Linked DNA regions of Mus musculus: region 2 is linked to region 1. A link is a contact called in public Hi-C data. All regions are on one chromosome and are shown on one strand. The core of a region is the stretch at or near the end of the contact, and the rest is flanking DNA. Distances in the headings are between cores, read along the strand shown.

Region 1 (5,001 bases), core at 1,608-4,107:
TGATTTAATTTCTGGAAAGTTAAATCTTCTGTTTAGAAGTCCATCCCAAAAACTTTATGAGAAGGAATATGATAATGAAAATTGTATCCATTTGGCAAAAGTAAAAGAAAATTTGATAATATTATGGCAGAACATTAATGCACAATATAAGTACCAAGAGCAAATGACATCATACCTATTTATGGAATGAAATACAAAAGTAAACATTTGAAGCAGATACAGTAAAGGAAGTCAGTCTTGGTAAGGTAGGAAGGGCTCCGTGTTTCTGACCATTGTGGCTATAAGCTTGCATTTACTCATGAGATGGAAAGAGAACACTTTTTGTTGGACTTCTAGGTTCCTTGGATGCAAATATTTCTGTACATAAACAGAGGATTATTTTTTTGGAAAGACACAGCAGGAGAATTATAAACAGTGCTAGTGTATCTACACAATCAATAATAAAGAGAATTGAGGAGTTGGACCCATCGCTGTCCTTCAAATATGCACAGAAAGCAAGGCAGGTGACAAGAGAAGACTCAGAAATGACCGAAGAACATTTTCTCTTCCTTGACTGTGGGTCTTTTCATTTTGGTAGTGAATATGTGCCAACACTCATTAAAATGTACATAATATTCAAGATCTATATTCCTGTGCTTCTGCTTCTCTGAAGCATGTGCTAAATATATGCATCTATATGTATATATATGCATTTACCAGCCATGAATATACAATATATACATATATGTACTATATATACACATATATGCTATATATGTGTGTATACACACACACTCGTTTAGCAAACTTGAATCTGAAACATTGTCAAGTGCATGATGGGAAACTCAAAGTCATGTCATTACAACAATAAAAAACTAAATTAGAGATTCTGTGCAGTTTTTATAGAAGACTTTGGTATATTAATAAATAAATATATTATAAAATCCAAGCCAAGGGTGAGCTTTCAGAAACATCCACTTAAATTTATTTGCTTGGAACTAATTTGGCAAGCTATTTTAAGTAAAATTAATGCCAACCAGATCCAAAATAATACAAGAGCTGAACCTCAGCATATTGCCCTGAGATGCATTGGAAGAAATCAAGGGTCTGAAGATGCTCCTTGTGATGAGTGAAAATTGGGGTGAGTGAAAATTGGGGTGTAAGTTGGAGAGTTGCCTCCTGCTAGAATCTGGAGTTTGCTGGCATCTGGGCTCTGGTAAGATGGTGCTCTCAAAACTTGCATCCCCAGGAAAACAAACTGCCTAGCAGTACAGTGAGCTGCCCAACCAGGAGCGGCCCCTGGAGCAGGGCTTTACCACTGATAGATACTCTGCAAGCTCTGTCCGCAAGCTTGTGGCTGGCCACTATTTTTTCTGACCTTTTTTTTTTTCCATTCAAGATCCTCAGCAAAAAGTCTCAATTCCCATGGCCCCTACTTAGGTCCAAATTCAAAGCAAAGCACACAGCTTGTCTATAGAAGCCTGCTAGCCAAGAGACTCTGCAGCCGTAAAGAATGAAATTAGTTAGGCTTGAGAACAGCTAGCAGAGGTGACAGCCGCCATGCCATGGAGGGAAGCTGTTTGAGAAGAAACCCAGACCTGTAGTAGGCATTGCACAAAGGTACAGCCAGACTTACTTGTATCAGTCCAGTGAGGTCTGGGCACTGCTTGCTGTATAACATCCCTTAGCCTGCTCACTCCTACAGTAGGGCTTCCCACTGGTGTATAGTTATGATGGCACTGGGACAACTATGCACACTGTGCACACTGCAGCCACACAGAATAAGTTAGCATGCTCAGCCCTGGCATGCCTTTTCGATATAGCAGGTAATATATTCTCAGTAATTACCATATGTACCAAGTCTTAGTCTAAGCTCTTTGTGATGATTAATTAATGTAATCATGCAGCCAGCCTTGCCTTTGTACTCATTTTGCACATTAGGAAACTGAGGTCCAAGGAGGTTACACTAATTACTCAAGGTCAAATTAAATGTCAGAGTCTGGGCCACAACTCTTAAATAACATAAAGTAGAATCTGGGTTTTATCTTTAGTGCCCAAGGGCATACCACAGCATGTTCTAAGATGTGAGCTTCTCCTTATTGTGAGCATAGGCAGAGCCTGGCAATGTTCACACTGGCAGGAAAGCCAGCTGTCCCCCTCAGCAGAGGTCCAAGGATGTGTGCCTGAGAACATGATGGGTAAATTGTTACTCTTGAAAAGAGGAGAGGCAGGCTTCTGTCTTAGTCTAGTTTCTTTTGTTGTAAAGGATGGCATAGATAAAGCAAAGTAGAACTTTAGTTTTTTAGTTGATGATACTTAGAAGCCAAGCCCATGGCACAATTCCTTGCTGTGTCTTTGCATGGTGGAGGGGTGGAAGAGCAAGCAAGTACCTGAAAGAGAATTTGAGGGACAGGACTCTTTTATGAGAACCTGTCACAGAAACTAGTCTCCACTTAGAGGATATTAATGTCCTAATCCATTCATGAATGCAGTGCTTCGTGTGCTGACCCCTCAAAAGCTCCAGACCTTCCTACAGAGGTGGTGACAATTACATGATGAGCTTCGGAGGAGCCAGAGATAGATCCCAAGCAGTGAGCTATCTTTCCAGAAACAGACAGTGGCTACTTGAGGAAGGAGTGGCCTTTCCAAGCCAATCTAAAGTTCTGGCTAAATCTGAAGGCCTAAGTTGTCAAGGCCAGGAGACACTAAAGTTAGAGTGACCATCTTGTCCTGTTTTGCCCAAAACTTTCCAATTTTCAGCTCTGAAAGCCCCACATCCTGGGAAACTTCTCCATCCCAGGAAAATGGGGACAGTTGGCACTGTGATCAAAGCAGAAGTCATGGGAAAAACCTCTCACCCCTGCCCCAAGATCCCCACAACAGCCAGAAGGTCCCCAAACCCTCGCTGTCAACCGTAGACTGGTCCTCACTATTCTTAGTCCAAGAACAGTGAGGCCTTGTGTCAAGTTCCCAGACCCCCCACCCCCCCCATCTGTATGGCCCATCGTCTCCCTAGAGGACAAGTTTGGTAGTTGGAATCACTCCCAGCCTTGGGCAAAATGTCCAGGCCTTTTTCACCTTCTATGAGATGACCATATTCTCTCTTCATCCTAGACCCACCCAGTATGAGTTTCGAGATTCAGGGAGGTGGTCAAAATGACTTTTTCTGTGAAAAATGATATAGACTTGTTTTCTTGTTAATTGACAGGCACCAAACAAAGCATCATACATAACTCAGTTTGGAAGGAAAAGATGCTGTAACACTTCTGAGGTATTCCCTGTCCCTGGCTGAGTCTTCAGAGGCATCTTAGGACCTAGCATGGCTGCAGACTTTCACTACAAGTGGTCCAGACCAATCTAATGATATAATCAAATAAACTCTGAACATTCAGAGAAAACAAATTATCAATCCATCAAAATACTTGGGGCAAATTAATTCAGCAGACTGGACCAGAGACCTACTCCATGACTCACCCACACCCAGAGTAAATAGGGGAAGATTAAGTACAACTTGATTGAATCACACTGAAGCTTGGCATAGCACAGCAAACAGATGAGCTTGAAATCTCACATTAGGAACACATAATCTCATAAAGTTTATGACTGTTATTGCTCACCACATATGTTTCTGGGTTACTGTGTGCTGAGCTTTGGGCAAACTGCATTGTTGGGGTCTTAAGGACCCTGCCTGTTGATCCACAACCTATTTCAAGAAGGAAGACACGTTTCTGTTTCACACTTTTTGGCATGATCTGTGGCATGGCCTGCCCACTGCAAGGAAGGGGGCTGCCAGGAGATCTTTTGGCAACAAGAAAAGAGATCTGTTCCATACCCAAAGAGGGCCTCACTGCAAGTCCTAGTAGAGGCAATGATAGAGAGACTGGCAGGCAAGCCTTCTTCTTGTCCTAACCTTTGAAACAAATTGATAAAATGAGAGACTTGCCTTAGAGTCTAAGGTCTTTGCAGCCTTGTATTATAGGAGTTCATGAAAGAGCATCATGGAACAGTGTATTTAAACAGCACTGACCCATTGTGCTTCAAACTCAAAGAATCCAGAGTAAGAAGTGGCCAAAATATCACCCATGCGATCAGTAGTGAATTGGTGTGTGGGAGATGGGATGTGGCTTACAGAAGAACAGATGGGTTCCAGAGGCCACAGAATATTAACCCTGAATATCTAGAAGGAGGGAGAGGTGGCTGGGTGATGAGGATGGGGCTCCCTCAGTCTTGTTCAGACAGCTGAAGCTGAATAGGACAGATTTTCAAATGTGTACACCACTAGGACTCTGCTCCCATTAATCAAGGTCTTCTTTCCCTCTGAGTCCAACTACAATCTCATAATTCCTCTCAACATTAAGACTACTCCCCTGCTTCAACACTGAGACTTTTGATGGTGATAAAGGGCAGGTGATAATTCCCCACATTCTAATTTGTATGCCCTGACAGTCCCTCCAGGTCCCTTGTCAGGGACTCCTGGTCTGATTGCAGGAACTCACAATGCAGACTCACTAGAAAACCACAGTAATGGGAACAGGAGGAACTAGCCCTGAGGTACTTTCCTGCAGGAGAAAGTCTCTGATGCGAAGAGGCCAGGCCATGAATGCACAGTCCTAAGGAGCATTTGTCCCGAGGGGCCTTCCCTAAGGAGACAGTCTCCAAGAGAAGACACCAAATCTGCCAGCCCTTGACTCAAGCTTGCTGAATCAAGAAGTCAAACAGGAGATACCCAGCCCTCAAGTCCATGCCCCAACCACATGCACTAAGCAGTGTCTCATGTGCAGTACCTGCCAACAGCCAAGACCTGACCCTCTGACTCCCTGCCCTCTTCCAGACCTTTCCTGTTCAATTTCCAGCACTGCTGGCCCTATCCAGTTAGTTTTGAACAAGAGAGAAACATTTTCTTTCTAGCTTGTTTATTCTCATTATGATTTTCACAGCCAATTCTGGTAAATCTGCTATAATAAAAGTCTCCATTCATTATCCGCATTCTTCCAAATGATCTTAGTTTGATTTGAAGTCTAG
Region 2 (5,001 bases), core at 835-3,334, 75 kb after region 1:
TAAAAAGAAAGTATGATGGAGGGAAAACATCCAGGAGGGTATAAAATGAGACCAAGGGAACATTACTGTCTTAGGGTCCTATGATCGAGGTATCAACTTCCAAAGGTAACCATCCAAGACTCTAGTCTACGGAGAGGACTATAGTGTCTGTGCACTGAGCCATCCTGTTTGTCATTACTTGTAATAAGCACTCAGCAAACCTCATGCTTGGACCATTATGGTAAACGAATGGGCTGCAAGGACTTTTACAGTGTTTCAATGGAAAAGGTGTGAGTGGGGTAGGGCTTAAACATTCTGGTTTCACTTGGTAGAGCACAAAGCACGAGGGAGTCTGCCTCTAGTATTACCTTTAAAATGAGTACCTCCCCAAATGTCCCCAGAGTCTGTCAGTGCCAGGGCAGTACCAAGCTGACATACCTGGGAGGCCAGGCTCCAGCCAGACACCTGCTTTCTGAGTGGCTTCACAACTACTGTGACAACACAAGCGAGCCCCAGCTGGGGCTCTTCAGAGTGCATCGAATCTCACTTTGCATCTACACACTGCCCTGCCAGGAGACTGTGGTCGTGAGTGGAAACTTGGGGATCAGAATGTGAGCTCTGGTTTGAATAATACACATTAATATGAAGTAGTTTTACTAGTAAATCTTTACATTTTATTTTACAGGATGAAATTTCAGCTTACTCTTTAAAAAGTCCATTTTAATAAGGATTAAGGGGAAATGCATCTGTAATTAGGAAGCAAATGAGAGCCATGCTGTTGGGTTATCTCTGCTGGAATAATAATAACGCAGCTATGCAATACAGAAGTCAACGTGCTCCTGAGGAACTTTCCATGTACAAGTGGCTGGAATATTTTGTTGTTTAAGGAATCGTCTACGCACTGTTTTGTATTCTCAGATAACACTATGTGATCCCCAGTCCCGAGTGATACAGCAGACCAAGCCCTACGTGCCTAACACCTGGAATGAACAGAAGCAGTGAGCAAGAATAGTGTAAAAAAGATGTTCCTTGCCTTTTTTATTTCAGAAGAGGTACAAAACCAAAATAGACAAAATTAAATTTGCTAAGAAACTATTGTTAAACAGAATCATATTCCTTAAAGCCGGTTCACACACACTGCCCTCTCTGGCTATCAGTGTTCTCTTTCAGTTCCACTGGCCCATTTTCTATTAGGGACATTCACACGAGAAAACTTTATCAGCTCCTTCTCTTTTGCCAGAGTGTGTCATGTGTGAGAGGCCCCGAGGCCCACCATCATCAAGCACAGTCTCTGTATCCTCAGCACCTCACTGAAGCCCAGCTGCAGTGCTGACAGGCATGGCTCTGGCTATTGCTTTCTTCCTGCAGATGTGTTAACTGCCTCATTTCATCATCCTCACTACAAAGCCTGCTGCCAGACTGTCCTCTTTCTCACAGTCCACAATGGCTGTCATGTCAGCAGCTGCACCAGGCTATGCTGCTCAAAAAAGGAAGCACTCTTAAATATGAAGGCATCTGTGGGTTTTGTTAACTACCTTCCAATTTTTCAGTCACCCCAAACTGTTTTTCACTGATCTTTTTGCATTCTAAATTATAACAATACCAAACAGGGCACGTGACTCTGCCAGGATGATGGCAGTGGATTTTTCTCTTTCCCTGGGAAATCTCTGCTCTGATCATTCAAATGAGACACTGTTTAGTGGCTCCTAAAGGAGTGGGCTTCTTAGCTAGCTTAGAGCAGAGTGAATAACCTGCTACTATTTTTCGAAAGGCTTTTAAGTCTCATTAAGAAAGTTACTACTGGAAGCCAGTAGAAAGAAGTAAAATTAAACACTCCAACATTACCTGAATTGTATGGAGTGAGTTCTGAGTGAGCAATCCTCAACAGGGTGGAGGTGAGGTCAAACACAGGAGGTGCACACATTTGTGAAGGATGGATACCTCCAGCTGATCGCTGGCTCTTGAGTAGTTAGGAAGACGGGTCCCTTTCAGATTAATGGTTTGTGGAACCGAAGAACATGAAGCCACTGTGCTCCACAGACATGAGCAATTGTTTACTGAAGCCCCCCTCACAACGACAAGGTTTCACTCGGCCTCCATGAGAACATTATGTCTTTGGCTAGCCAGCACCCTCTGCTGCCCATAGTTGGTGCTGCACATCTTCCACCTTTAAGAGAGAAGACCTGCTTTTCTATTTTTAAATTTCACCTTTTTTTTTTTTTTAATTTAGCATTATGTGTTTTGAAACTCTTGTCTAGACCAGAAAGGAATCACCAATAGCATTGATGGGCTGTGTGTAAGGCAGTAAACTATGTATGGATAAGTTTGGCAACTAGGGACTAATAAGCTGTTTCAAGGCTTCAGTGAGAAAGTATCCCTCAGAACGTGTTGGACACTCCCTGGGGAGCCGAGTGAGTGAAAAGACCTGGACGGCATTCGGCTATTTAATGTTTTCAGGCTAGCTCTACAGGAGATATTCTTTTATATGGATTCATGTTACTATGGATATGTCTATACAATGCAGTAGTTACATGAATCAACTGCTTGCCTCCAGCAGACACTGTAATCTTACCTAAGGCAACAGTTTTGTGAAACAGTAAAATACTATAACTTTTGAAAGTTTACAGTTTTAGAAACACCAGAGTTTATTTGAACATTCAGGAGGCTGGAGAGATGGCTCAGCAACCGACACTGGCCGCTCTTCCAGGGTCCCTAGGTTCCATTTCTAGCACCCATAGGACAGATTACAACCCCTGCAACTCCAGTTCCAGAGGATCCCACATCCTCTTGTGGCCTTGATGGGCACTGCACACATATGATTTACACACAGACATGCAGGCAGAACAAGTATTTTATACATAAAATAATCTTTAAAAATGTTAACTTCTCAAGACATGTAGTTATTGAAAGGTAGCCAGAATCTGAACATAGTTAAGGTTAATAACAAAGATACACGGTTTCCACCATAGCGAATGTTTCCATTAGAGGGTTTCACAAAGGCTGTAAATTAGATTCAGTTGTTTTTTTGTTTTTTGTTTTTTTTTTCTTCAGAATGTCAATGGCTCTTAAGTCTAAACAAAATGAATCAATCCATGGCTTCTTCACATCCTAGTGTTTACTCACAGAACCACACAGCGAGGAGATGACAAGTTTATAAATACTTATTTTACAGATACTATTAATGAAGATTAGAATGATTAAGTAACTTCCAGAGATAATTCAATATCCTCAAATGTTTGATTAGATTGGGTCTGCCATCATGAGGGGAGGCAGCAGGGCTTTACTGCATAGCCTGGCATGCTCTTGAACTCAGCAATCCTCCTGTCTGAACCTCTGACTGCAGGAATTACAGGCATGAGTCCGCGTGCCTTTATGCTCTCTATGCTCTGCTCTACAAAGTAAGAGTGACTTTTTTTTTTTTTAAATAAATGCACAGAATTTTACGCTAGAAAATTCAGTTTCACTTTATTTTTGCCTTAACTACAATAAATAATTTAAAATTAATCACTATTGCTAAACTAGCAAAAACACACATAAGGATATAATAAAATCAGAATGTGAAAATTTACAGAAAACAGAGTAAGAACAAGTACATATTATAAAATCCACATTGAGTTGGCAAAATGGCCTAAACATTATAAGATTAAATCAATGACCACACAAAGCACTTAGCATTTTTATAATTCTTTAATTTTGTAAAGTGCTTTCAAAAGTTTATTATTTTTTTATAATTCCTAGGAGAGCACAGGGTGACATAATAGCCTTTTAAAAGACTGAACAAGAATGTTTCTAAAAGGACCATGAAAATAAGCCATTGCCTGGAATAAAGGAAGATATCTCGTAATTCAAATAGCAACACAAAGCTCCAAATTCCTTTTAAATATGAAGCAGTGTCACTTCCCACTGTGTCCCAGCCACATGCCTCACTGGCGTTAGCAGACGACTGCAACCTCCCTGCTTACCTGACAACTGCCTTGGTGTGCTATTCTTCAAAAACTGAAGTACATTTTTTTTCTTGTGTACCATCTAGCTCTCTATTTTATCCTTTACATCAGCAAGAAATACTTTTAGTACCTCACATTTAAAATAAACATATCAAGAAAACGGGGACTGAAGAGCTAGCTGTCTTGGGGGTCGAGAGCTGGCTGAGCTTCCAGAGGACTTGGGTCTATTTTCCAGCAACCCGTGGTTGCTCACAACTGTAGCTAAATCCTGTTCCAGGGGATCCCATGACCTCTTCTGGCTTCTATAGGCACTGAACATAAGTGGTGCATAGATACACATGCAAGCAAAAAAATTGTACATTTAAAATAATAAAATAATTTTTAAAATTTTAAGAAAAACAACTATAGGGCTGGGCGTGAGTGATGGACACCTGGAATTCTGCCCCAGGAGACTGAGATGGGAGTGTACATTCTCTCAGTCTGCATCACAATCAATCAATCAATCAATCAATCAATCCAGCAACCAGTCAATCAAATCAATCTGCCTTCAATCCCACCCACAATTTCAACTGCCACAACGCTGTATTTTATGGTAAGGTCTTTTCTCCAAGCCTCTACCATATTTAAAGGTTACAATGCATGTCATGCTATGTACTGATGGATCCCAATGTGGGCCTCTCGTCTCTCTTCCACCCTCCTGCTCAAGGCCTCTTAAACTCAAGCAGGCTGTTTCCACACACTACTAGCTAGCTTCCCTCCTCCTGTGCTTCCCTCCAATGTATTTTCTAACAGAAGTTAGCTACAATTAAAAAAAAAATCACATGAGCCATATCATGGCCCCTAAAGCTCGTTAGCTAGCTCTTCACTGCATGTAAAACCCTGGCATGGCTATGCACAAATGAAGGCAGCTTTGGTTATATGACTCTTGCCAACATGTGGGTCTTCTTATCGTCATGGTCTCACTTTTAGTTCTTTGTATTCAGCAAAGCTCCCTCTCCACTGAGCTATCAGTTAAATGTTCCAAAACTTAAGAAGTTAGAATCAATGATCACATTCTTTTCCTTGATGAAAATGTACC

What was found. Hi-C and Micro-C count contacts between places; a contact is called where the count stands out from the background.
Region 2: a Hi-C map of the N1E-115 cell line shows a contact between it and region 1, with 2.8 times the contacts expected there. The contact joins two enhancer-like sites. A contact is called at or near these places in 6 of 484 Hi-C or Micro-C datasets (the N1E-115 cell line, embryonic fibroblasts, embryonic stem cells and 2 more).

The regions. Positions count from the first base shown.
Region 1 is chr15:34,813,739-34,818,739 of GRCm38.p6, forward strand. All of the region lies in intron 2 of Gm32970 (a long non-coding RNA gene), which reads right to left. Among named protein-coding and RNA genes, the nearest start is that of Kcns2, 21 kb to the right of the region's middle. Within about 2 kb of position 2,858, at least 4 of the 459 cell types and tissues checked have an H3K27ac peak or open chromatin away from gene starts, as enhancers often do. A contact at or near this core is called in the N1E-115 cell line, where this site is marked.
Region 2 is chr15:34,889,492-34,894,492 of GRCm38.p6, forward strand. All of the region lies in intron 10 of Stk3 (serine/threonine kinase 3), which reads right to left. Among named protein-coding and RNA genes, the nearest start is that of Gm52204, 18 kb to the right of the region's middle. Within about 2 kb of position 2,085, at least 42 of the 459 cell types and tissues checked have an H3K27ac peak or open chromatin away from gene starts, as enhancers often do. A contact at or near this core is called in the N1E-115 cell line, where this site is marked.